7 separate regions of the Mus musculus genome follow, and all the other regions are linked to region 1. Evidence: chromatin contacts called from public ChIA-PET, Hi-C, HiChIP or PLAC-seq, Micro-C and promoter capture Hi-C data. All regions are on one chromosome and are shown on one strand. The core of a region is the stretch at or near the end of the contact, and the rest is flanking DNA. Distances in the headings are between cores, read along the strand shown.

Region 1 (3,152 bases), core at 477-2,976:
TCACAGTGTGAGAATGGTCTTTCCCAAAGTGTGTCTGTGGGTGTGCGGGCAGGTTGGTGGGAACAAGAAGCTGAGAGGTCATCTTCAGCCGCAGACATACGGCAGAGAGAGCAAACTGAAAGTAGACTGAGGCGAGGAACTCTAATCTTGTCTCCAGCGATGTACTTCCTCTTTCTGCAAGGCTGCACAACCTCCCCAAATAAGGAGCCTAAGGGAGCCGTCTCGGACTCATTTTAATACTCTCCTTCCTGTCCTGAACCATATTAGTATTCTTTCAGGAACAAACATACAGACAAGTAGGCTGTGGTGAGAAAAATCTTTTTTGTTTTGTTTTTGTTTTTTGAGACAGGGTTTCTCTGTGTAGCCCTGTGGAACTCACTTTGTAGAACAGGCTGGCCTTGAACTCAGAAATCCGCCTGCCTCTGCCTCCTGAGTGCTGGGATTAAAGGCGTGCGCCACCACGCCCAGCATGAAAAAATCTTATTTTTATAAAAGAGGATTCACAAGACAATTCTGGGTGATCTTTTAGTGATGTTTATCATTACTCTGGAACTCCAGGAAGTATTTAGCTTCTACAATTACCACAAATGCAGCAAATGCTCCTTTGAATCTGTTATAGAAATGATAAGCCTTCCCAGTGAGAAAGCATCCTGCACATTTGGAGGATAATAAAGGAAAAAGGTCTGGCACAGCTGGCTCTGGCTAATGCTCGGTAGGGCCAGCCTTGAATACATTTTGATAACTTAGAGACACCTTAGGCTTATTTTCTCCAAATATGAGGTTATCCTCAAATTTGTAATTTAGGTCCCAACCCTGGGTTACATTTAGTACAACTTAAACAGAGACAGAAGGCTGAAAATCTGGTCAATAGGTCACTCCTATTTGCCTGGTCATTTAGGCATCAGTTATTGCCAGAATTATTTTAAGTGCACCAGTGTTGTACTTTTTCAAATAGTTGTTACCTGGGGTCATCTTACCCATTTGGCAGAATTATGTTTCTCTCAAGAAAAGAACTGGGCTTTATTGTAGATCAGGACTTAACATTGCTTGTGACCCTATACTATTCCCTTGAGCTGCCTGTTAAGAGAAGTATTCTACCGTATCTAATGGCTGGTCAATACTGGTGAACCAACATTAACATCTTAGGCATCATAAACTTTATTTCTAACAGGCCTGGCTAGCATACTGTTTATTTTTTGGGTGTCTTGGAGGCAGTGTTCCTTTGGCTAAATTCTATTTTGTGTAATTTAATCTCTCTCTCTCTCTACTTTTTATTTTTGTTTTTTTCGAGACAGGGTTTCTCTGTGTAGCCTTGGCTGTTCTGGAACTCACTCTGTAGACCAGGCTGGCCTCGAACTCAGAATCTGCCTGCCGCTGCCTCCCAAGTGCTGGGATTAAAGGGGTGCGCCACCACTGCCAGGCTCCTTTGGTTTTATTAAAGACAGGCTTTGTCTGTACAGCCCTGGCTTCGGGAACTCTCTTTGTAGACCAGGCTGGCCTCGAACTGCCTCTTCTCTTCCGAGTGCTTGAATTAACGGCACGTTACCCACCACTGGCCGGACAGGCTACAGCCCTCTTGGGAAGTAGCCATCCTCTTCCGCGTTTAGTCTTCCCCGCGGTTTCGCTGGCTTTTTAAGGAAGCCGCCGGGAGCCCGCCCTGGCCCCGCCCACTCCCATAATGCCCCTCGCAGTCTCATATAGGTGGCAGTTGAAGTACGTGCTACAGTGCGGCGCGCGCTCCCGGGTGCGCACGCTCAGAGAGCGGCCTCTGTTTCTGGCGGCGGCGAGCGGAAGTCCTTGGGAGCGCCAGTTCCGTCTGTGTGTTCGAGTGGACAAAATGGCGAAGATCGCCAAGACTCACGAAGGTAAGCGGCCTTTCCCTTCCCACGCGCGACCTCGGCAGCCAGCCAGCCGCGGCCCTCTCTCCTGGCTTTCTGCGTCTTCGCGTGGCATCTCTGGTCTCGACCGAGGCCGCGCGGCGAGGCCTGCTCGGCTCGTCGGCGCAGGCCGCTGCCCGCGTAATGGCGTCCTCTCGCACTCCGGGACCGGCGCTTTGTTCCGCGCTGGCTGTTGGTGCTTCCGAGTTCTCTTGTTCTGACCGGAGAGCCTCGCTCGAGCGGCTTGCCCCGGGGGACTCCCGGGGAGGGAGCGGGGAGGCGGACGTGGGAGGCCGACTTTCTCGCCCCCCGGGCGCTATCGTCGGCAGTTCGTACCTGGAAAGCCCTGAATGACGGCAGCCGCTTTCGGGCCGCTCCTAACGGAGGCCGCTTCAGCGCAGGCCTGCCAATCCCAGCCTTCGCGATACAGGCATCTCCAAGGCGGCTGGATCGTGTTGTGGTGCTTGCACTAAATGATTCCGGCAGAAAATCTGGTAGTTTACTCCTTTAATCACTTGTGTCCTGGTGTTCTATCTTTTTCCCTTTGAGAGCTAGGTGTTGGAGAATCAGGAGGAAGAGAGAAGGAAAGGCAGATTTGACCAGTTGCCAAAGTTTTCTGGGTAGTCGCTTATTTTATGCTGCACAAGAGTAAACAGAGCTAGAAACATGTTGAGAAGCAACCAGATTCCATAAGGAAAGTAACCAGAGAAGACGGGAAGGAATTTGAGTCTGAGAGACAGAATCCCTGTTTCTTGGCTCCCGGTTAAGAAGCCAAAATTTACGCTGACACTAAGTCACTAAACCCGTCCTTTCTAAGTGTGTGTCTCGGTGTTAGAGAGAGGTAACAAGCTAAGGATGTCAGAAATTTGACAGTTTGATGTGGAAGCAGATGTGTGAATATTCTCTTAGAAAATCAAAGGAATGTGTACAGAGAAGTAAAGCCAGTACTTTCTGAGAAGCTGGGTAACGGAGCCATTAATTTATGCTTAGTTATTTTTGGGAGGTGGTGACGCGGCGCTGATAAAAAAGGATCAATCAGTTTTAAATTAGGGGAGGATGTCTGAGCCGGAGGGAACATCTTGTACCATGCAGTGAGTGTCGCTGTGGTAGGATAGAGGAGGGTGTAAGGAGGGAATTCCGATGCGAATCTAAAGAGATGGTTTAGGACCAATAGCTGGGACATTTGAGGAACTGAAAATACTAACACTTTTGAAAGCCAGAAATGTCCCTGCATTAACTAGTCTTTTGTCTTTAAACATGAAAGTACAACACATG
Region 2 (3,382 bases), core at 860-3,359, 370 kb after region 1:
AATGTGACTGCCCTATATGTTAGCCAACATTCCATGTGGCTTGTTCTACATGACATGGAGTAGCGAGTTAGAAACATAGGAAATACTGGGAAATTTTTGATAGAAAGAGACCTCTTCTCTCACTGGAATTAGTTTTGTTTTTGTTTTGTTTTGTTTTGTTTTGTTTTAAATCTCCTTTTAAAATACCAATTTCTCTCTCCTAGAACCCCGCTGATGCTTGCAGTAGCATATGGACACATTGATGCTGTTTCATTGTTACTTGAAAAGGAAGCAAACGTAGATGCGGTCGACATAGTGGGATGCACGGCTTTACATAGAGGGGTATGTCCATCTTCCTCTGCTTCAGTTAGGTTACCTCCTCAATGAGCTTGCTTCAGTGTTCTCTGTGTGAAGCTTTAGGGGAAAAGATGTTTCATAATATATCCAATTAGCTTCACAGTCAAAACAAAATTACAGAATTTTATACAATGACACAAATGAAAGCTACAGTTTGGCCCTGCTCTTAGGAGTTTGTGTTGGACTGTGATACCTACTGTTGGAGGGGTTCGCTCTCCTTTCTGATTACAAAATGCAAAGTGTAGAAAATTTGCAAAGTGAATTTTTTACATACAGAAAAAGAAAATCAAAATCACCAGCAATCATACTTCCTGGAGATAATCACATTTAATACACATATGCACGAGCATGCGCAGACACACACCGTGGCCTCTCTTTTTCTTAGTATAGATAAAGGACCGTTCTCCGTGGCGTAAAATATTCTTCTGTATAATTTTGTATGCAGAATTTATAATACTCATGTGTGCAGCTGCCAGAATGAATTCAGTGGTGTTGAACATTCACACTATATCTGTTGCTTGGAGCAGCAAACGATGACAATCTATGTGTCCTGTGGCCAAGTCTTTTTACACATCTGCTGATTTAATTTTTGAAGGACAAAAAAAAATAGGCTAACTAGACAAAGGTAAAAATTATAAAATTGCTATGTAGAAGTGATGTAAGCACCCTAGCTGGTGACTAAAAGTATTTTCCATGATTATCAACATAATCACAGTTCTGGTTTCTTTGCACTTCTTTTGGGCCATGCAGCAGTCTAGGGGACATCACATATATATGTCTGTCAGTGATAGCCTGTGCATACAGCAGTGATCTCATACGGTTAGAATGGAGCTGAAGACGATTCCTTTCTTGTGTAACTTTTACTGCACCTTTGCTGTTTAGATACACAAACCCTTGTGACCCCATGATGTCCATTAGGGTAATGTGTTGTGCATGTTAGCTTAGGCTTAACAGCTCTCTTGGGCAGCCTAAGAGGGGAATAGGCTGTGCTTTCTAGCATTGTGTACAGACTCTCTGAGATATTCCCAGAATGCATCCCCGTGCCCGCTGCACAATGTAAGTGTGTTGTCTCTTTAGTACTGGGCAACCTCTGAGGTCATTGTTTCTCTGCCTTCTCATAGTGAGTATACTGAGTCAGAGAAAGGCCGACTCACTTGTGTCTGACAGGGGTGGACAACCAGGATTTAACATATTCCTCCTTGATTCTGAAGCTAGTATTTTCTAAGGTATCATGATACCATCCGTAGTTATGTTTGGAGAGAGAGCTCCAAAATACTTCTCCTGGGCTTTTCTGGTAAGGATTTTTGCTAGGGTTGTTCTGCCTCCTACCTCTTAGGCCAGGTGGGGGAAGCCTTCTACTCTCAACAATTCTATCCCCAGACAACTGAGCTTTGTCTTGCATTTTAATTGCAACATGCCAGATTATGACAGGACATGAGGAATGTGTGCAAATGCTGCTGGAACAAGAAGCATCAATCCTCTGTAAAGATTCCAGAGGGAGGACACCCTTGCACTATGCGGCTGCTCGGGGCCACGCCACATGGCTGAATGAATTGCTCCAGATTGCCCTTTCTGAAGAAGACTGCTGTCTCAAAGACAACCAGGGATACACGCCACTGCACTGGGCGTGTTACAATGGTGAGTCGAATGTCATCTGAGTCGAATGTCATCTGAGTAGAATGTCATATACTAGACTTTCTAGCCTCGCACCTCTGTGACCTCAGTGGAGGTGAGAACACTGCTGTATGCTGTGGTTACTGGTGTCTGCACCCAGACACTGGTGTCTGTCTTATGTTGTTTTAAACATCCCTCATCCCCACCCCTGTGGCTGTCATGATGCTGAGTAAGGTTTAGTTTGTTTCCCTCTTCCTGTGACACCTCATCAGAGTCGCCAATGGACTTGAGCAACTGTAATCAGAGTTTCTGATCTGCACCAGATAACCAGGAACCACATGAAGTATTAAAACAATGACGGTAAAAACAAAACAGCATACAGTATAGTTCACATACAGTAGAGTCACTCATAAACGCTAGTAGATGTGTAGTTTAGATTTTGGTATTTTTTTTTAATATCCACATTCCACATTTGCTTTGTTGTGTGTGCTACTTGGAATATTCAAATTTTTTATCTCAGTTATTTGGAACAAAAGAGAAATGTGTGCTAATTGTATGCATGTCTCATAATTTTTCCTCTGAGATTATAAATAAAAAATATGCATATTCTTTAAGTGGAATTATACCACAAGTCTCATCCCATAGTTTTCTTCCTTTTTTCTTAGTGCTCCCTTAAAATCCTACTGCAGGCTATCCTTAGATACCATATGCACAATACATAGTTTTAATAGTAATATACTGATAGCTACACACATGCACACCTGCATGCACACTCACACACATACATTCACGTGCATGCACATTCCTTAGAACTTGCTTATTCAACCCGATCCCCCTCTGATGGACTTTTAGGTTAATTTTAGGGTTTCTTTCCTACCATAAACACTGTAGCAGTGCATATTCATATTATAACATGAAAATCTCATTAAATATCCAGAAGTGAATTTTTTAAATAAAAGGCATGTTTTTAGAATTTTAAGGAATAATATTTTGTACAAAAGGTTGCCCTAATGTGATAAAAGTATTTTTGCTACAACTTTGCCAGCCCAGTGTGATTGTATTTCTTTATTTTTGGTAACTTTTTCTTGGTTAAGTTTGCATCTCATAATATAATTTATTGGCTATAGTTCCCTTTCTGAATGTGGCCTTTCACCCATGCCTGCTTTCTCATGGTGAACCGCTTACCTCTTCCCTTGCATCTGTAAGAGCAGGGTGCCTTGGCTATGTGGCTCTTCTGTATTGTGTGTTGGGAGTGTCTCTGTTCCTTGTTTTGAATGCCTTTTGCCATGCAAATGTTTTGAAGTTTTGTGTGGTTGAATCTATTTTGTGGTATCTCCATAATCAGCCTTACGAAGACCTCTTACCCCCTAAGAGAATGGATATCTCATATGAATATTTCTAACTCTACTTCTGCAACTTTATATTTGCATTT
Region 3 (3,249 bases), core at 352-2,851, 420 kb after region 1:
TGTCTGAGGCAGCACTATAATCACACTCCATGTCTCTTTGTTATCCTGACTGTTCTGTACCAGACGGTGCTATAATCACGCTTGGTGTCTCCTTTGGTTGTCCCTGGATATAACAAACGCTATAGAAGCTCAACATCTAGATCTAAATTCTCCTACTTGGCTAGCTCCCAGAAGGAATGTCCACCTATTGCTATGTATTCTTGTTGTGTTTTACAAAAAAGAAAAGGAAGCCAGGGATATGTTTGGTATAGGTGCAGAATGGTGCAGAAGATGGGGATGCCTCTGCGGGCCCATGCTGAGGTACTAGCCATATGACAGATATAGTATGGAATATAGTTTATTTAGGGCATGGGGAGGGGAATTGAGAGAGTAGTAGAGACAGAAAGGGAGAGAGAGAGAGAGAGAGAGAGAGAGAGAGAGAGAGAGAGAGAGAGAGAGAGAGAGGAGGCCAGCTATGAACATGTAGGGGGCGGGGGACGAGGAGAGAAGGGGCAGAGAGGGAAGAGAGCAAGAAAGCAAGAGAACAAGAGAGAGAGGAGGGGGCAAGTTGCCCCTTTTATAGTGAGTCAGGCATACCTGGCTGTTGCCAGGTAACCATGGGGTGGAACCTAGAAGGAATGCTAACATTCCAATCAATCGCTCTTCTGGTTATTTCTGCTCTTTCTATGTGTTTACCAGAGGGTTAGATATTTGAATTTCCTATGTAGAGTCTTGAGACTTCACCTTTGATGGGGAAACTGTAACTTTGAATAAATAACAGGATATAATAAGCATTGCTTTTAAAAGTTACTTTCAGAATAGCTGTAGATCCAGAAACAAACCACCACGGTCACAGGGAACCTCATACAAACCGCATCCAGTTTCTCCTGTTGGCAATCAATATTCTGATTTGTTCGCACACTCTGCTTATAAACTTCTGGTGTAAAATAAGCAGGTTCCTTTATTACTTTCTAATCAAGATAACAATATTGACCCGCTCTGTAAACCATATAGACTCCCACAGACCACCACAAGAATCATTATTCCAGGCTTCTCTCAGTAATGAGCTTAGACTTCACATCCTTAGCCTGAAGTCAGCCCACACTTACATACACCCAGAGGCTGAGCTGCTGGGCTGGCGCCTTAAACACCTGGAATGTGAAGAGGCGGAGCAGATTGAACCTCCTCAAGAAAGTCAAAGTCTCGTGGCCTTGCTCCCAGACAGGGCCAATATGACCGTTAATATTTATTGCCAACTTAACAGGAACTACAATTACCAAGGAGCCAAATGTCAGTGAGTTCATTGAGATGAGTAGGCCCACTTTAAATCTGGTGTCGCCATACCATGGGGTTCTGAATAAATAGAAATCAGCATCGGCATTTGTCGCTGCTCCCTTCATGGCTGTATGCGACGTGACCAGCTGCCTTAGCGCCTGCATCGTGGCTTACCCATAATAATGGGCTGTACCTACAAACTGTGAGCCGAAAACAGTTCCCTCCTTATATTTCTTTTGCCCCGCATGTTGACACTGCAAGGAGAAAAGTAGCTAATGTAGCCAGGGCCCCCGAGTCATGAACACATGATGCGCAGCTGTGAAGTGAAAGGTCAATGACTACACCCTGCAGAAGCCGGAAAAACTTGAAAGACAGGAAGAAGAACAGTGTGAATGAGATAGAGGAACACTGCTAACACAGTGAGCTGCTATGGATGAATTATGCATTCTTTATGAGAAATTACTGTATTAAAATCATATGTATATTGATTAATTTATATGCTGCTTTTTATTTTTCTCTCTTAAGAGTTTATGAATATTCATGAATATGCTGATGGTTGCATACATAAAAATAATCCTGAAAGACTGCAGCAAACTTTACTCAGTGGCTACTTCTGGGGTAGGAACTGGAACTGGGAGTAGGAAGGGGGAATGCTAGGGGCAGCTTCATCACTACAGTCCTACAGTATTTTAAAGAGTTATTTTAAAAGTTAAAAAAAAAAGACATAAGCAAAATAAAATTGAGAACTACTGAAAAGCCAATGTAAAAAATATTATAATCTTGTCACCACACCACTAGAAGAGTGGCATGAATTATTTTTTCCCATGACTCTCTCTCTTCCGTTTTAGATTTGCTTGCTTTTATTCTTGTATGTATGGGTGTTTACATGTACATTTTCTGCATAGGCCAGAAAAGAGTGTCACAGCCCCTGACACTAGAGTTAGAGACAGTTGTCAGCCACCATATGGGAATCAAACCTGGGTCTCCTGAAGACCAGCCACTGCTCTTAACCACTGAGCCATCTAACCACTTTCTCCCTCTCTCGTGAACAGTTTTAGATATAGAAAGGAGATATGCAGTAATGGTTTTTGCTTGGTGGCCTCGAACATCCTTCTGAACCTACTCAGAGACATCTCAGAGGTCCTCATGTTCTTTATCCGATTCAACAAGCATGGAATCTTGCCTTAAGATGGAGTCCAGGTTATCCACATAGGTCCTGGAGTAGCCATGAGACCTGCAGGCATGTGCTGGCTAGGGATTAACAGGACATATGATGGTGAAAAAACTCTGTGGTTGTAAGCAGCAGAGAATTTTGGAGCATAGCATAGTTCAGAGTGTCTTGACTGACAGGAAAGATAGATATTGCAGAGAATTTTGGAGCATAGCATAGTTCAGAGTGTCTTGACTGACAGGAAAGATAGATATTTGTGAGAATGTGTGTAAATGTAACTATATGTGGAGATATATATATATATATATGTGTGTGTGTGTGTGTGTGTGTGTGTGTGTGTGTGTGTGTGTATACATATATATATGCATATGTGTGTGTGTATGTTGCATTACTATGTATATGGGTTAATTTTGTATCATCATTTTGAGGCTTACTATTTTAATTTTAAAAATTTCCTATCTTGCAGGGCATAATGGTATACATCTTTAGTCCCAGCACTCAGGAGGCAGAGGCAGGTAGATATTTGTGAGTTTGAGGTCTACAGAGTGAGTTCCAGGACAGCAAGGGCTATAGAATGAAACCCTGTTTTGAAAAACAAAAAGTCCAAGGTGGTGAGAAAGCTCGGCAGGTAAAGGTGCTTGCCCCAGAAGCCTGATGGCCTAGTCAATCCCTGAAACTACATAAGGGAGAGGGAGAGAATACATTTACTCCTCAGACTCTCCCCACCCCCCTCTCTCTTACACACACACACACACACACACACACACACACACATACACACACACTCACACACACACACACACTCACACACACATGAGCATGCA
Region 4 (3,320 bases), core at 745-3,244, 440 kb after region 1:
CTTCTCTTGAGCTCATCTGTTGGCAGATGACTGTTGAGTTTGGAGTCCTTGCTGCTGAAGACTCAAGAATTTCTGCAGCAGACAGTTATTGTAACCAGTTTTTTATGCCTCCAGTTTTACACAACTTCTGTTTTTGTCCCTTGTCCTTCCCCCCCCCCCCCCGAGCATACTGTGCTCTGCATGACACATTGTCCCAATGTCTTTTCTTTCCTGCTCATTCTCATAGTGGGATTAATTACTTCTCAGGAAAATGTCATTTTTGTTTAAAAAAAAAAAGATTAACTTCTTGGCAGCATGAAAAGGAAGATACTGCCATTAAAAGCAATTCCTAAAAATTAAAACATACCTTCTTAATATACTTTTCTTTCCTACAATCAAGAATCATTGGATTTCTCAGTGAAAGTGCCTAGAGGGATCACATATAATGCATGTGTGTGTAGCCAGTATAAGAAATTATCTTCCCGCTGGGCGTGGTGGCGCACGCCTTTAATCCCAGCACTTGGGAGTCAGAGGCAGGCGGATTTCTGAGTTCGAGGTCAGCCTGGTCTACAGAGTGAGTTCCAGGGCAGCCAGGGCTATACAGAGAAACCCTGTCTCGAAAAACAAAAAACAAACAAACAAACAAAAAAAGAAATGATCTTCCCAAGGCCGTCACTCATGCTTAAAATCTTGTGGTAAAATATTTATACCAAAAATTCCATCACTTTTATCATGTTTTTAGTGTACAGGTCAGTGATATTTAATATATACCCAGTTGTGCAACGGTCCCAGCCTTCCATCTGTATATCTCTCCTCACTAGAACTGAAACTAGAACTGAAACTCTGAACCCGTTAAGCAATAACTCTTTTCCCTCCCCCCCAGTGCCCCCCAGAATCACAATCTACTGCTATAGAAATGCAGCTGAGTCCCCTGCTGACGTTTTAAAGGTTGAAAGGAATGTTTTTTTATATAACGTTTATTAAGGAAAACAGAAATAGGAATGGTTTATAGAGAAAGACTCTCTAGAATGGGAGAGGGTAGTGAGGTGGAAGAAAGGCATCCACACAGGAGGCTCAGGAAGCTTTATAGTAGCCACCTCTCCTAGGTCTGTGTCTCACTGGGATTTTTCTACTGCTTGTTCTGCTTCTTTCTGCAAGAAGCCCAGCGACTCACTGCAATGAACATTTGCCAGTAAAGATGTGATACACTACAGCTTCCATGATTCATTCTCTCTCTCTCTCTCTCTCTCTCTCTCTCTCTCTCTCTCTCTCTCTCTCTCTCTCTCTCTCTCTCTCTCCCCTGCTTATTGATTGGTGGGGTGAGGTTGCAAGAGTGGAGGGCAGATACAAAGGGATAAGGAAATGAATGGGATTAGAGTACAAGATGTGTGGGTTCCCAGGGAATCAATAAAAAGGAAGAGAAAAGAAAAAAAAGGAGGATGAGGAGAACAACAACAACAACATGCAGCAGCAGCAGCGCCCAGGTGGGGAAGGGCCTCCAGTCTTTCTTAGCAACTGGCTTCTTTCATATGTTAATTTTACAGCTCTTCGTTGCTTGGACACAATGCTTTTTTGTCTCATAAATACAACCACCCTGTGTACCTCAACAGGAAGTGTTTGTCCTTTCTGGGTTTTTTCCACTTTGCATCTCATTAGGGATCAAGCATGTAGAACGGGTCAGAATTTCCTTCCTGTGTGTGCGTGCGTCGATGTGAACGTTCAGGTGCCTGCCTCTCCTGGGCGTTCACCCCACTCAGAATAAATTCACGTGGAAAAACACAGCCTGCTCACTTGGGCCACTTCTTCCTTCTGTCCTTGGGCTGTTGTAATGTAAAATACTTTTGTAATACTTTTAGACCTCCCAACTGTGGTCAACTTGGGGAACTTAGATTAGAAAAGGAGATATTGGTGAGGAAGAGTAACAGGCTGGTGCAGGGAGCCTTTGAGGTGTGTCTAGCCCACTTCCCTATCAGCACTAGGCCAGCCCCCCAGGTCCTGTGGCTCTGCACTTATTTTTGCTTTGTTCTTTAGGCTTAACTTCTTTCTTTTCTTCCTTTCAGACACGGTGTCTCTAACTGTTGAGGTCTGCTCCTCTTAGCTTTTCTTTCCTCAGCTGAGACAACTTGTTACCTCTTCAGGATACAACACCTGCTGTTCTCTTCACTGTTTAAAGGGATTCATCTCAGCACTGATTTTGTGAACAAGAAAGGAGGGAGGGATCCACCCCTGTTCTTCTAGCTAGTCATCAGAATAAGCACAGCTGTTGGAACTCCTGGAACAGAGCTAGCAGATACGGCCACCTACCTGTACATACCTGCTTGCCTAAAGTCTCTATCATGTGATCCACCCACAAGATGCAGAAAAAGAAATAACAGATTGAAAAATCAGGCTAGCTCCTCTCCTCTAGGGACAAATGGTTATTAGTCATACAGAGCCTCCAGAAGGGAGCTGTTGGAGCTTGTTGTGTGTGTGTGTGTGTGTGTGTGTGTGTGTGTGTGTGTGTGACTCATTGAATTCAGGATCTTAAGAGCAGAGCCAGTGACCTGGGTGCACACCTTCTTTAAGTGTTGCCTTTTGCAATGTGCCACAATATGAATCTCTAAGAATTTTACTTCTAGGAGGCTTTCAAACAGAACTTTGGCAGCAGGCAGGGATTGAGCCACGAAGCTTTCAGATGCACAATGGCAGCTCTAAGTTCTGAAGCAGGCCTTTCAGTAGCAGAAAGAAAAACCAGTCACACAGCTAGCTGTACAAACAGCCACCAAACTGAAATGCTCAAGACAGCTGCTTTGGGCCTTTGGTGTGTTGAGTTCAAAATTGTTGTGATTATAAAAGAAAGAAAGAAAGAAAGAAAGAAAGAAAGAAAGAAAGAAAGAAAGAAAGAAAGAAAGAAAGGAAGGAAGGAAGGAAGGAAGGAAGAAAGAAAGAAAGAAAGAGAGAGAAAGAAAGAAAGAGATATAAGGATATGTTCTAGCTAGGTGTGGTGAGGTGTGGGGAAAGGGGATGTCTCAGTGGGCCCATGCTGAGGCATTCCTTACCCCTGAGGGACCAGCCACATGATGGTATAGTATAGAATAGAGTTTATTAAGGGCATGGGGAGGGAAGTTAAGAGGATAGTAGAGGCAGAAAAAGGGAGAGAGAGAGGGGGGGGGGAAGAGAAGAGAAGAGAAGAGAAGAGAAGAGAAGAAGAGAAGAGAAGAGAAGAGAAGAGAAGAGAAGAGAAGAGAAGAGAAGAGAAGAGAAGAGAAGAGAAGAGAGGTAGAGGCCAGCCATGACCACATGGAGGGGAGAAGAGAAGGGGGAGAGAGGGAGAGAGGGAGAGAGGGAGAGCAAGAGGACAA
Region 5 (3,427 bases), core at 339-2,838, 340 kb before region 1:
TATAACTTGGGATATTTGATAGGGAAGTGGATACTAATACCGTAGAGGGTATTAGTAACTGCCCAGCTCTAGTATATAAGGTTTGTCATAAATGTAAAGAGTTTTCGTCTTTTATCTGGGAACTGAATGATCATAGTTGGAGAAGAGACCCCAGTTGAGTTTAAATATTTTGGCAACAAGGACTAATGTCTGAACTTTGCCTTCCAGCAGCATATCCCATTATGAGCATAAGAACTGTACTGTCTACTAAGTTGATCCAATATAATTTTGTGTGATTCAGCCAAGTATTTTTTAAGTTCCTTTTGGATAAGAAGTAAAAGAGGAGCTGAACTGAGGAGTGTAGCTATCTTCCCTAACACAGTCACTGTTCCCTCAAGTTTGTTCATTATGTCAGACCAAGTATTTCCTGTGACAAGTGGCCTTTTTAGAAGATGCTCCCTTCAAAAGTAACTATTCTAGTAGGAAAGAAAAAGACTTCAGAAGAAAAGAGCACTAATCAAATAATAATCAAATCCTTAGTTACAACTGGAGGGATAGAATGCCCAAAAATCAATTCTAGAATATGTACTTAAATCTGAATACACATCTGTGTATTATTCCTTTTCCACAGAAACTCAAACCTGAGAAAATGAGTTTAAATTGTATGCAGAAAAGTATTCCAACTGCTAGGATGCTTCTACAATTAACAAAAATTGTTTCCCATCTTATTTTTGGTAAATAACTAAGCTTTTGGATATTTATTCTTGATAACTAACCTTTGGACATATTAACATTAATATTGTTGCTGCTTACTCTGAGGACAAGTTATGTAACTTTTTACAGTTGCTGATACTGATCTGATGGCTTAAAGCCCTTAAAAGCCAGCCCATTGAGATGAAGAATCGGGGTTGCAGAGCGCTAGGGTTAAAGCTACAGCTTTAGACTTTGACCCAAGTATTTAGCCACCTATTTACAGTAGAAATGACCATAAAGCACTGCACCGGAAACAAGATATGTGTATGATGGATAGTTGCTTATAATAATGACAGTCCTTATTACATGAATTTATCTAACAGAAATTACATACTACTTAAGAGAGAAGGTAGGCTCTCAGGCACTTTTTAAAAAGTCCTTGCAAAGGAGTCTTTGAACGGAGTTCCCAAAGCTATGGGGCCAAGTCTAATGAAGCTGGTTCCCTTCCCTTAGGCTCTCTCCTACTTTTATTTTATTTGCTTGTTTGTTCTTTTATGGGAGAGTGGGGGTGGGAGGGAGAGAGGGAGGGAGGGAGGGAGGGAGGGAGGGAGGGAGGGAGGGAGGGAGACAAGGTCTCACTGTGTAGCCCTTAAACTAACTATCCTTGAACTCGGTATATAGACCAAGCTGACCCTGAACTCAGAAATCCTCCTACTCTGCCTCCCAAGTGCTGAGATGAAATATGCATTATTAGCCAGGAGCGCAGGGCAGCTAGCCTACCAGGGGCCTGAACTGCGCTGCCCCGCCCTCCCTGGCAGGGATGAGTGACAGCGACAGCGACAGGTGCTGAGAGCAGAGGCGTCCGCTGCTTCTGTGTGTGGCGCCCGGAAGGGGGAGCAGAGTTTGCACGTGGGAACTTGTCTTCCTGTCTTCGAGCCAGCTTTCGGAAGTCCCCAGAGGCCACTCTCTGTAGTAGACCCTAGAGGTCGGCCCTCCAGGGCAGGGAAGGCTCGCCGCTCTTGCCTTCCGCGGCGCGTTCCCCTCCGCTCGCAGTGCTCGCGTCCGTCCGTCCAGCCGTCCGTCCTGCCGCCGCTGGCAGTCGCGGTGCGCGCCGTCCGTGCCGCCGCCCCGGCGGCCCCGGGACTTGCGCACAGCGCCACCGCCACCGCCGCCGCGCAGCCCGCCTCCCCCGCCCCCACAGGGCAGCTCGCCCGGCTCGGAGACTGCGCCACTGCAGCCGCCGCCGTCGCCGCCAGGGGGAGCGAGTCCCCGACGGGAGACGCGCCGGCTCGCTTCCTGCGAACGCGCCTTCCAACTTGAGCTTCCCGCGAACTCCGGAGATTAGAAAGATGGAGACCGAGTCCCGGGCGGTGAGTGCTGAGGGCCGGCCGGACTCTGCGCGGCCCGGCTTCGGACGGGCTGGAAAGAGTGGACTTTGGAGTCGAAAGCCTTGCTGTGGGGTTGGGAAGGAACGCGCCGCGGGAGGGCAGCGGGCAGCCCCGCTGAGGAGAGCGGCCCCTCGGGCTGTGTGAGAAGGGGCGCTGGGGGTGGGGGAGGCGGCGCTGGCCCTCGGTGGGGCGGACGGGCAGCTCGGGGGAAACGGCCATCGGCCAAACATGCCTAGCGAGCGGCCGCCCTCAAGTGTTCCCGCCCGGACGGCGGCGCCCTCGACGGCTCGCCCTTTTCAGGACACGTTCTCGCGGGCACGAGTTGCGCGGCCGTCGTCGACGCCCCGACCCGGGGCAAGGCCTGAGCCCGGGAAGGCCTGAGCTACGCGCGCTGCCCTGTCAGGCCTGGGCCCGGCTGGGGCCTAGGGGCCCCCACCGCCCCCGCCCTCCCAGTGCAGCCTGGTAACGTGCCGCGCCCCGCCCCGTGCCCGGCCGCCAGCCAATCAGCATGCGCCCACGCAAGGCCGCGGCCCCGCCTTGCACGAGGCGGCCAGCGCGTGGTAGGTGCCGTTGAGGGTTCCCGCCACCGCTGCTGGCGGGTTTGCCTGACAAAATTTCTCGCTGGCTGGCCTTCTTTTCCCTCCCGCACTTTGGTGGGGAGGGGGGAGACCCTCGTGTCGGTGTCCCGGTCCACGATGACCCGAGAGAACCCGAGGACGTTGTCAATCCGGCCATTTGCCCCATCGCCTCAGCCTGCTGGCCTCCGAGGGGAAGGAGCACCGAGGCGGTGACTGCGACGGTTAGCCCACCTCTTCCTTTGTCTTTGCAAAGATGATCCATCTCGAGGTCGAGGTTAAGCCTCAGAGGAGACGGCACTAGGGCCATGTTACCTTGGAAGAGCATCTTAAGAAACTCGTTGGTGGTCGAGCTTTACGGGGAAGCAGAGGGTCCAGACTAAGGATCCTGGAGCAGGCAGCCTCCTAGCTCCATGCTTTCAAATGGTTGACAGTGGGAGGTTCCCTCTCCTCAAATTCAGTGCTAACCTCGAAGGAACTTGATGTTACCTCTGTCAGAGCCTTGTTGCCTCTAACCATAAAATGGGTTCTAGAATGTTACTGATACTTCGGTCCTTACCCAAATGTTGACCAAGTACCAAGCAGGTCTCTCCTGAAACCTGGTTTATACAGTCAACAGATAGATAGGCACTGAACACTTGCTATGCGATGTTTCTGTTTTGCATGTCGCAGTGAGTTAAAAAAAAAATAGGCAAGCATCCTGTCTTCATGAATATTACAGCATAGTAATATATTACAGGTATATATGTGGTATCTTAGAAAATAAGAAAGAAAGCCATAACATCCACACTG
Region 6 (3,281 bases), core at 731-3,230, 470 kb after region 1:
TACTTTTCACTAGCATTGGGATTGTCAAAGATTATGGGGACTTTTGAAGTTGTACTAAATGTATCTGTATCATGAGATGGCTAGGATCCTAGAAGGTAATTGTTTAATAGTAACACTGACTGTCAGGTTGACAAGGGGTAGAGTTGTGAAGAAGGTTAATTTTGTCAACTGAATGGGATTTACAAAGACCTTGGAGACAAATCTGGAGACATGTCTGGGAGTGATTTTCTAGATTAAGTTAACTAAAATAGAAAAAAAACTCACCCTAACTTCCAAACCAGATAAAAATGGAAAGAGGGAGCTGAGCCCTAACATGCACCTCTCTTTGCTTCCTGTCTACAGCTGAAAACTGACCTGCTGCCTCAGGCTCTGCTGCCATAAATACCCTGCCACAATGGACGATATGTTGGAATTGTGAGCCAAAACAAACCTTTCCTTAAGTTGTTTGTCCCAGGGTATCATCACAGCATAGGACAAATAACTCCTATACCAAGGGGCACACCACAACATCCAAAACATACATGGTATGCCTTAAATGCTTATTAGCTAACTATTGCCCTGCTACTCAGTATTACCCAGACTTTCCTGGCCCTTCCAAATCTACCTCCATACCTCAAAGCAGCTCACCAGTCCATTTTCCCAGTCCTCTCTTTACAAATAGTCCGTATCTTGTAGCTAGGTGTATTTGCTTAGATATCCAAGTGTTTCTGTCTAGGGTTAAAAAAATTGTTACCCTTTTACCTTTGGATTGTAGCTTCTTGATGTGAATAGCAGGGTTTTGTATAAGATAAACAATTAGCTTCCTTTTCGGTCTTGAAATTCTTTGATTTCATGCATCCTATCCAGCTTTCCTCAAAATATTTGCTAGAAAATTAATCTAATAAAATAAAATTGAGTCAGTGCCAAAGATCATTCTAAGTAAAATTCTGAAGTTAGCAGCACGCACGCACGTGCACACACACACGCACACACACACACACACACACACACACACACAAAACTCATCTGCTGTCTGGTTAGCTTTAAGGGCTGACACCTCATAACATTTCAGCGTTTCGAAGCTGTTACAAGTATTATCAATGGGTTTAATTTGCTTTTTTAAAACCCCTTCCTTTGTGTAAAGACAAATGGAAATTCTTCAAAATGAACTAAGTTATGAGAAAGAGTGGAAGCTTGAGCAAAATTCTCTTCTAACGTCATTGTGGAACCAGTCCCCAGAGACATGGGGGACTTGGAGAGCACCTCAAGTCAGTGCCGACCTGGTCCTGCAGGTACCAACTGGGAACATCATGTTGGTAGGTATTTTTATATTGTTTTTTTTTTTTTTAGACTTCGTCTGATTAAGGCTTCCACCAAGAACAGGATTTCCTTTGACTGTCGTGTGTTTTGTTTCAATGAGCAGGTGTTGTTACTACCTACAGGGCCCAAGTCGGTGGTCTAAGAGGAAGGGGGAAAGCCATTTGTCTCTTCTGGAATCAAGCTAGTTGGTCCTTGAAGCGAAATTGCGGAGGCCCGAGATGGTTCAAAATTGAACAGGATGGGGTTTGAAACTGTTGCAGGGGAAGGTGTGCGTGACAGCCACCTGACACGCCTTTGATGTGCCGCCTCTCTTGGCCAGTTAGCTCTGAATCTCTAACAGTCTCTGGACTCTAGGGCGTTATCCTTGCCCCTGGCCAATTCCTGCGGTACCCACCCGGCCATTCCCTCTCCTGCCTCTGGGATCCCGCGCTCCCATCCCCCTCTCCCTTTCTTCCTCCACTCCCCGTCCCCCCGCCCCTCTCGCCCCCTCCCTTTTCTCTCCATGCCCTCCAGCCCAGCCCACTCCGCTTTCTCATTCCATTTTTTAGGCACACAATCTCGCTCACGCTGCAAACGCCCACAGCCCCCTCCTCCGTGGGCGGCACCGCGGGCCGGCTGCTCGCAGTTGCGCAGGCGCGCTGAGCGGCAGGCGAAGGGGAGGGGGTGCTGGCGGGCTCCGCGCAGGCGCGCGCTGCTCAGCTGGGCACGGCTTGGCACCGGAGTCTTTCCCTCGCTCTGTCTAGGCTGCCGAGCTTCTCCTGGTGTAGAGGCGCTCGTCTGCACCATGTTTCTCCACTCAGTCAACCTCTGGAATCTGGCGTTCTATGTCTTCATGGTGTTTCTGGCGACCCTGGGGCTGTGGGATGTCTTCTTCGGCTTCGAGGAAAACAAGTGCAGCATGAGCTACATGTTCGAGTACCCCGAGTACCAGGTACGGCCCTCCCTTACCTGCGCGCCCACACCTCCCGGGCTTCTCTCGGGCTCAGATGGAACGCTCCGACTCGGAGCTCTCCTGGCACTCGAAGTCTCCTGCTTCGTGCTGGGCAGGGCATCCTCGCCTCCGCGACCCCTCGTCCCCCACCCAGACTCCGGACCCCGACTTCTGACCGCCAGAGAGCCAGCTCTGGTCCCTCTCCCCAATCCTTATACTTCCCGGACCCTCCTTTGCTTGCAAGGAGATGATTTCTCTTCGCGCCCAGTGATGGGCGTGCGTCAGATTTCGCTTTTCTGGAAAGAAGCAGCGTCTTGCAGAGTTGCCAAAGCTGATTTAAAAAAGAGGCTCTGAGGTTTTACCTCTGGGTGAAGTGACAGACTGGCCTGATTAATAATTAAACTGAAAACTATCTAGTTTTCCTCCGGTGGAGAATTTTGCCGATCCACCTGTTCTGTAGGTTTTGAGTCCGTGGGTGTGTGAGTGTGCGTACCTGTGTTTTCGCATGCCTCTGAACAGTCAGTGACCTGCATAATCGATTACGATATCTGTTATAATCGGTTGCATGTACATTCTGGTGTTATTTTGTCTTCTCACTGGGTTTAACAGGATCTGCCTCCTCTTTCATCGCCCCCCCCCACCTCCTCTGTTCTAATTTGAATGCTTTCATTAATTGCTTCATTTGTTCCGCGTAGTAGAATCTAAAATTTCATTCATGACCAGCAGTAGAAAGAGATGATAACAAATTACACAGCTGTCAGGAGAAATTCCCTTTGGTGATATTTTTCTTGAGATTTCTAAATGAATCTAAATTTTGGAATATCTATTATAATAACTCCTATAAAATATGCATAATACATTTTGATAAGGTGCATTCTTAGTATACTTTTAGGATCATAGCAGATTTTTTTTTCTGTCGATAAAGAATGAAAATCAGGATTGAGTCTGTGTACAGGTCCTTATAGAGGGAGCCTGTTTGATGCTCTCTTATTTACATTTAAAAACTGAAGTTTAAGTTGCTGAGGAGCAAGCATCCTTTCCCATGGATATT
Region 7 (3,411 bases), core at 685-3,184, 320 kb after region 1:
CAACTTGCAGAAGAAAGAGTTTATTGGGGCTTGCAGTTTCAGAAGGGGAGCCCATGACTATGGTGGGGAGCATGGCAGTAGGCAGGCAGGCATAGCATTACAGCTGTAGCTGAGAGCTACATCACCCACAAACAGAAGGCAGAAAGGGCTAACTAGGAATAGCATGAACTTCTGAAACCTCAAAGCCCACACCTAGTGAAAACCTTCTCCAACAAAGCCATACCATCTAATCCTTCCCAAGCAGTTCCACCAACTAGGAACCAAACATTCAAATACCTGAGCCTATGAGGGCCATTCTCATTCAAAACACCATACCTCCTTACTTAAAACCCATTAGGCAGCACTCAGTGAGACAAGACAGCAGCCTGGTTGGGGCTTGCCCCATCAGCCGATGTCAGGAAAACATCCCAGGAAGGATAGAAACCATTCAAGGATAGTGGCCTGCTTGAGTGTATTTGTTACTTTTCTCATAGCTCTGTCAAAATCTTGACAAAGGCAATGTAAGAAAGAAAGGTTTTATTTGGGTTCATGATTTGAGAAGGGATATAGTTCATTGTGGTAAGAAAGGGATGGCCCCAGGAAAAGGAATGACTTATCACATTGTGTCAATGTCACAAAATGGACTAGGAGTAGGATTGGGTTATAAAACCATAAGATGTGACCCAGTCCCTTCAGGGAGGCTTCATTCCTCAGGATATCCAACCAAGAGCCTACAAGGCTGTATGTGGCCCAGGATAACTATCAACCCATCCCAACACAAAATCATAATCTTAAAAACATTTGATTCTTGGAATGGAGTAACTTGAATGCACGTTTTTTAACCATGAACTTTGTAGATGACAACATCATGTTGCAGCGTCATGCAAATCAAATGCATGTATTCTCTCACAAACCACAGACCATCAACTGAATAGCCCTGGAAAGTTACACAACATTCTAAAAACAGTGCTATCAGTTGGAACCAAGTGTACAAATCCATGGGCCGGTGAGGACCTTTCACATTTGAACAACAATGTATTTCACACTCAACATATTATTTAAGATCCCTCCCTTTTAAAGTTTGTACATTCTTCTCTTGCTCTCATTGATATAGAACAAAGAAATCATGTCATAGGAGCACATCAAGTATCATTCACTCTTCAGTGAAGGAATACAGTAATTATAATGATGTTTGATCAAGATTTCCTGTGTAATGGGGACTGACTATACTTAGAACCAGCCTTCAGTGAAGTTGGAGGTCAGGGTGTACTTTCAGCTTTTATACATTTTTAAATTGTGTTAGTCTTCATTATAAATCATCAACATCTTATAAGAGCATCCTTTATAAACTTGCAGTGAAAAGTCTGGGGACTCATGCTCATCTGCTCTGGCAGGTGGAGCCAGTTAGATGATTAAGAAGTCTCCTTCCTCACTATGGAATGGGACCCAAAGGAAGCAAGTTCAAGTTGATGGATTCTGATGTGGTGACCTCAGTGGACCCCTCTTACTCAAGGCCCTCTCCTATGCCATCAGAATACACTGGCCCCTGGTCCAGGAAGCTTGTCCTCTAGACAGACAGAGAGGCCCTTACCACTGTCTTTTTTTTTTTTTTTCTATAGTTGATGAAAATTGAGCTTCTTCTAAGGTGTGGTTTCTTTTATGTTAGCCACCTTATAGTAGCTGCTTTCCACTTTCCAAAAGATGGAGATGACTTAGAGGAATGTATTGAGATCTGTGGTTGACACAGGTTACTCATGGGCATAACTTTCAAAGAAATCAGGAACTAGTTTGAAAGATAAAACCATTCTACATAAATATTGGTTCAAAATAGTGTCCACATCTCTTAAGTTCTTCACAGGATAAAAATAGAATTGTAATAGCTACCCCTGGCTCTTTATCTGGCTCCACCCCTTCCATTTTTGTTCTGCTTGCCTCTGATCCAGCTCCTGCCAAAGAGCTTTGGCATGCTGCCATGTGGTCTATACATTTTTTTCCCCAAGCACAACATGGCTGCTATTTCCTTCCTCCCTTTCCATGCTTTCTGGTGGCAGTATGTTCAGTTACCATCTGCATTTCAAAAGTTCTTTGGTCATAGATGTCCAGAAAAACTCGTTCCTTGCACTGCTAACCCATGGCAGGGCAGAGGCTGCCAATATCTGTGCCAATGTGTAGAATTTACACTAAACTACCTCCTGCAGGGCCACTGTTTGGTCCCAATACTGCTCTCCCTACCCCTCACCACACACATGACAACACCACACACATGACAACTTAACCTGAGTCTATGGAGCTTGGCGAGTCAGGATGGGGTGGGATGCTGAGCTTGAAAGTTCATGAGTTCATGGCTTTTTTTTTTCCTGACCTGAGGAGAAATATCCAATTCCAAGGTCTGTAAGCATTTACTTCACTTCCGTGAGGCCCCATATCTTGCCTTAGCTGTTAAGTGGAGCTTAGGTTATTTTGAATAGGAGAAAGCAAGTTGAATAGAACTCTCCTATTGTGTCAATCCCTCTCCTGGGTATACATTCAAAGAAAATAAAATCAGTATTTCTGAGAGATTTGTGTGTTCATGGAACTGTTATTCAGGGTAGCCAAGTTTTGCAAACAGTTATATATGTATGTGTGTGTGTGTGTGTGTGTGTGTGTGTGTGTGTGTTTGTGTGTGTGTAAAATATATATTCTATAAAATATATAAAACTACATATAACCATATATACATATATACATATACATACATATATATACATATACATACACACACACACACACACACACACACACACACACACACACACACAGACTGCCATGTAATATTATTCAGCTTTTTAAGGAAGTCCTGCTTGTCACAGTGACTGCACAGTTAGAGTTATGCAGGATTCTGAGTATCTGTTCAACAGCCCAGTGACTGTAGTTAGTAATGCTGAATTACAACAGCACAGTGACTGTAGTTAGTAATGCTGAATTACAACAGCACAGTGACTGTAGTTAGTAATGCTGTATTACAACAGCACAGTGACTGTAATTAGTAATGCTGAATTACAACATCCCAGTGACTGTAGTTAGTAATGCTGAATTACAACAGCACAGTGACTGTAGTTAGTAATGCTGTATTACAACAGCCCAGTGACTGTAGTTAGTAATGCTGAATTACAACAGCACAGTGACTGTAGTTAGTAATGCTGTATTACAACAGCCCAGTGACTGTAGTTAGTAATGCTGAATTACAACAGCCCAGTGACTGTAGTTAGTAATGCTGTATTACAACAGCACAGTGACTGTAGTTAGTAATGCTGAATTACAACAGCCCAGTGACTGTAGTTAGTAATGCTGAATTACAACAGCCCAGTGACTGTAGTTAGTAATGCTGAATTACAACAGCACAGTGACTGTAGTTAGTAATGCTGTATTACAACAGCCCAGTGACTGTAGTTA

The links. Promoter capture Hi-C pulls out the DNA fragments that hold promoters and counts their contacts. A called contact is a pair of places that touch in the nucleus more often than the background predicts. ChIA-PET counts read pairs in DNA pulled down with a chosen protein or histone mark. HiChIP or PLAC-seq counts read pairs in DNA pulled down with a chosen protein or histone mark.
Region 2: an RNA polymerase II ChIA-PET map of effector CD8 T cells shows a contact between it and region 1, with 52 read pairs. The contact joins the enhancer-like site here to the promoter of Sf3b1 in region 1. A contact is called at or near these places in 6 of 39 promoter capture datasets (the C10 cell line, cranial neural crest, frontonasal cranial neural crest and 3 more), 1 of 15 datasets of contacts at CTCF or cohesin (large pre-B cells), 2 of 484 Hi-C or Micro-C datasets (CD8 T cells and bone marrow-derived macrophages), 25 of 115 datasets of contacts at active chromatin or transcription factors (CD4 T cells, CD8 T cells, the HPC-7 cell line and 19 more) and 5 of 9 other capture datasets (adipose tissue, embryonic stem cells, liver and 2 more).
Region 3: an HNF4G HiChIP or PLAC-seq map of pancreatic cancer cells shows a contact between it and region 1. The contact joins the enhancer-like site here to the promoter of Sf3b1 in region 1. A contact is called at or near these places in 2 of 39 promoter capture datasets (cranial neural crest and embryonic stem cells) and 3 of 115 datasets of contacts at active chromatin or transcription factors (bone marrow-derived macrophages, large pre-B cells and pancreatic cancer cells).
Region 4: a contact with region 1 is called in a Hi-C map of B cells, with 23 read pairs. The contact joins the enhancer-like site here to the promoter of Sf3b1 in region 1. A contact is called at or near these places in 1 of 39 promoter capture datasets (cranial neural crest), 1 of 484 Hi-C or Micro-C datasets (B cells) and 5 of 115 datasets of contacts at active chromatin or transcription factors (the 230-238 cell line, effector CD8 T cells, embryonic basal ganglia and 2 more).
Region 5: a Micro-C map of embryonic stem cells shows a contact between it and region 1, with 4 times the contacts expected there. The contact joins the promoter of Boll here to the promoter of Sf3b1 in region 1. A contact is called at or near these places in 2 of 39 promoter capture datasets (embryonic stem cells and neural stem cells), 1 of 484 Hi-C or Micro-C datasets (embryonic stem cells) and 1 of 9 other capture datasets (liver).
Region 6: a promoter capture Hi-C map of second pharyngeal arch cranial neural crest shows a contact between it and region 1. The contact joins the promoter of Pgap1 here to the promoter of Sf3b1 in region 1. A contact is called at or near these places in 7 of 39 promoter capture datasets (cranial neural crest, frontonasal cranial neural crest, hippocampal neurons and 4 more), 1 of 15 datasets of contacts at CTCF or cohesin (the NIH/3T3 cell line), 5 of 484 Hi-C or Micro-C datasets (bone marrow-derived macrophages, embryonic stem cells, nephron progenitors and 2 more), 13 of 115 datasets of contacts at active chromatin or transcription factors (astrocytes, bone marrow-derived macrophages, effector CD8 T cells and 9 more) and 4 of 9 other capture datasets (adipose tissue, liver, macrophages and 1 more).
Region 7: an H3K27ac HiChIP or PLAC-seq map of acute myeloid leukemia shows a contact between it and region 1, with 2.2 times the contacts expected there. The contact joins the enhancer-like site here to the promoter of Sf3b1 in region 1. A contact is called at or near these places in 2 of 39 promoter capture datasets (cranial neural crest and second pharyngeal arch cranial neural crest), 1 of 484 Hi-C or Micro-C datasets (bone marrow-derived macrophages), 7 of 115 datasets of contacts at active chromatin or transcription factors (CD8 T cells, acute myeloid leukemia, bone marrow-derived macrophages and 4 more) and 3 of 9 other capture datasets (adipose tissue, liver and pancreatic islet).

Annotation. Positions count from the first base shown.
Region 1 is chr1:55,026,052-55,029,203 of GRCm38.p6, reverse strand. Sf3b1 (splicing factor 3b, subunit 1) reads left to right here and starts at 1,726. Exons shown (of 25, transcript NM_031179.2): 1 at 1,726-1,865. The coding sequence starts at 1,838.
Region 2 is chr1:54,659,593-54,662,974 of GRCm38.p6, reverse strand. Ankrd44 (ankyrin repeat domain 44) reads left to right here. Exons shown (of 28, transcript NM_001081433.3): 20 at 204-321; 21 at 1,758-1,974. Among named protein-coding and RNA genes, the nearest start is that of 4930444A19Rik, 20 kb to the left of the region's middle. Within about 2 kb of position 2,109, at least 28 of the 459 cell types and tissues checked have an H3K27ac peak or open chromatin away from gene starts, as enhancers often do. A contact at or near this core is called in CD8 T cells, effector CD8 T cells, memory CD8 T cells and 1 more, where this site is marked.
Region 3 is chr1:54,610,438-54,613,686 of GRCm38.p6, reverse strand. No RefSeq gene overlaps it. Among named protein-coding and RNA genes, the nearest start is that of Pgap1, 54 kb to the right of the region's middle. Within about 2 kb of position 1,601, at least 15 of the 459 cell types and tissues checked have an H3K27ac peak or open chromatin away from gene starts, as enhancers often do. A contact at or near this core is called in pancreatic cancer cells, where this site is marked.
Region 4 is chr1:54,583,910-54,587,229 of GRCm38.p6, reverse strand. No RefSeq gene overlaps it. Among named protein-coding and RNA genes, the nearest start is that of Pgap1, 28 kb to the right of the region's middle. Within about 2 kb of position 1,994, at least 146 of the 459 cell types and tissues checked have an H3K27ac peak or open chromatin away from gene starts, as enhancers often do. A contact at or near this core is called in the 230-238 cell line, B cells, effector CD8 T cells and 1 more, where this site is marked.
Region 5 is chr1:55,361,914-55,365,340 of GRCm38.p6, reverse strand. It overlaps Boll (boule homolog, RNA binding protein), which reads left to right and starts at 1,588. Exons shown (of 11, transcript NM_001368767.1): 1 at 1,588-2,042. The coding sequence starts at 2,022.
Region 6 is chr1:54,556,383-54,559,663 of GRCm38.p6, reverse strand. Pgap1 (post-GPI attachment to proteins 1) reads left to right here and starts at 1,980. Exons shown (of 27, transcript NM_001163314.2): 1 at 1,980-2,230. The coding sequence starts at 2,084.
Region 7 is chr1:54,709,259-54,712,669 of GRCm38.p6, reverse strand. All of the region lies in intron 16 of Ankrd44 (ankyrin repeat domain 44), which reads left to right. The region is part of intron 1 of 4930444A19Rik (a long non-coding RNA gene); the gene reads right to left. Among named protein-coding and RNA genes, the nearest start is that of 4930444A19Rik, 29 kb to the right of the region's middle. Within about 2 kb of position 1,934, at least 12 of the 459 cell types and tissues checked have an H3K27ac peak or open chromatin away from gene starts, as enhancers often do. A contact at or near this core is called in acute myeloid leukemia, where this site is marked.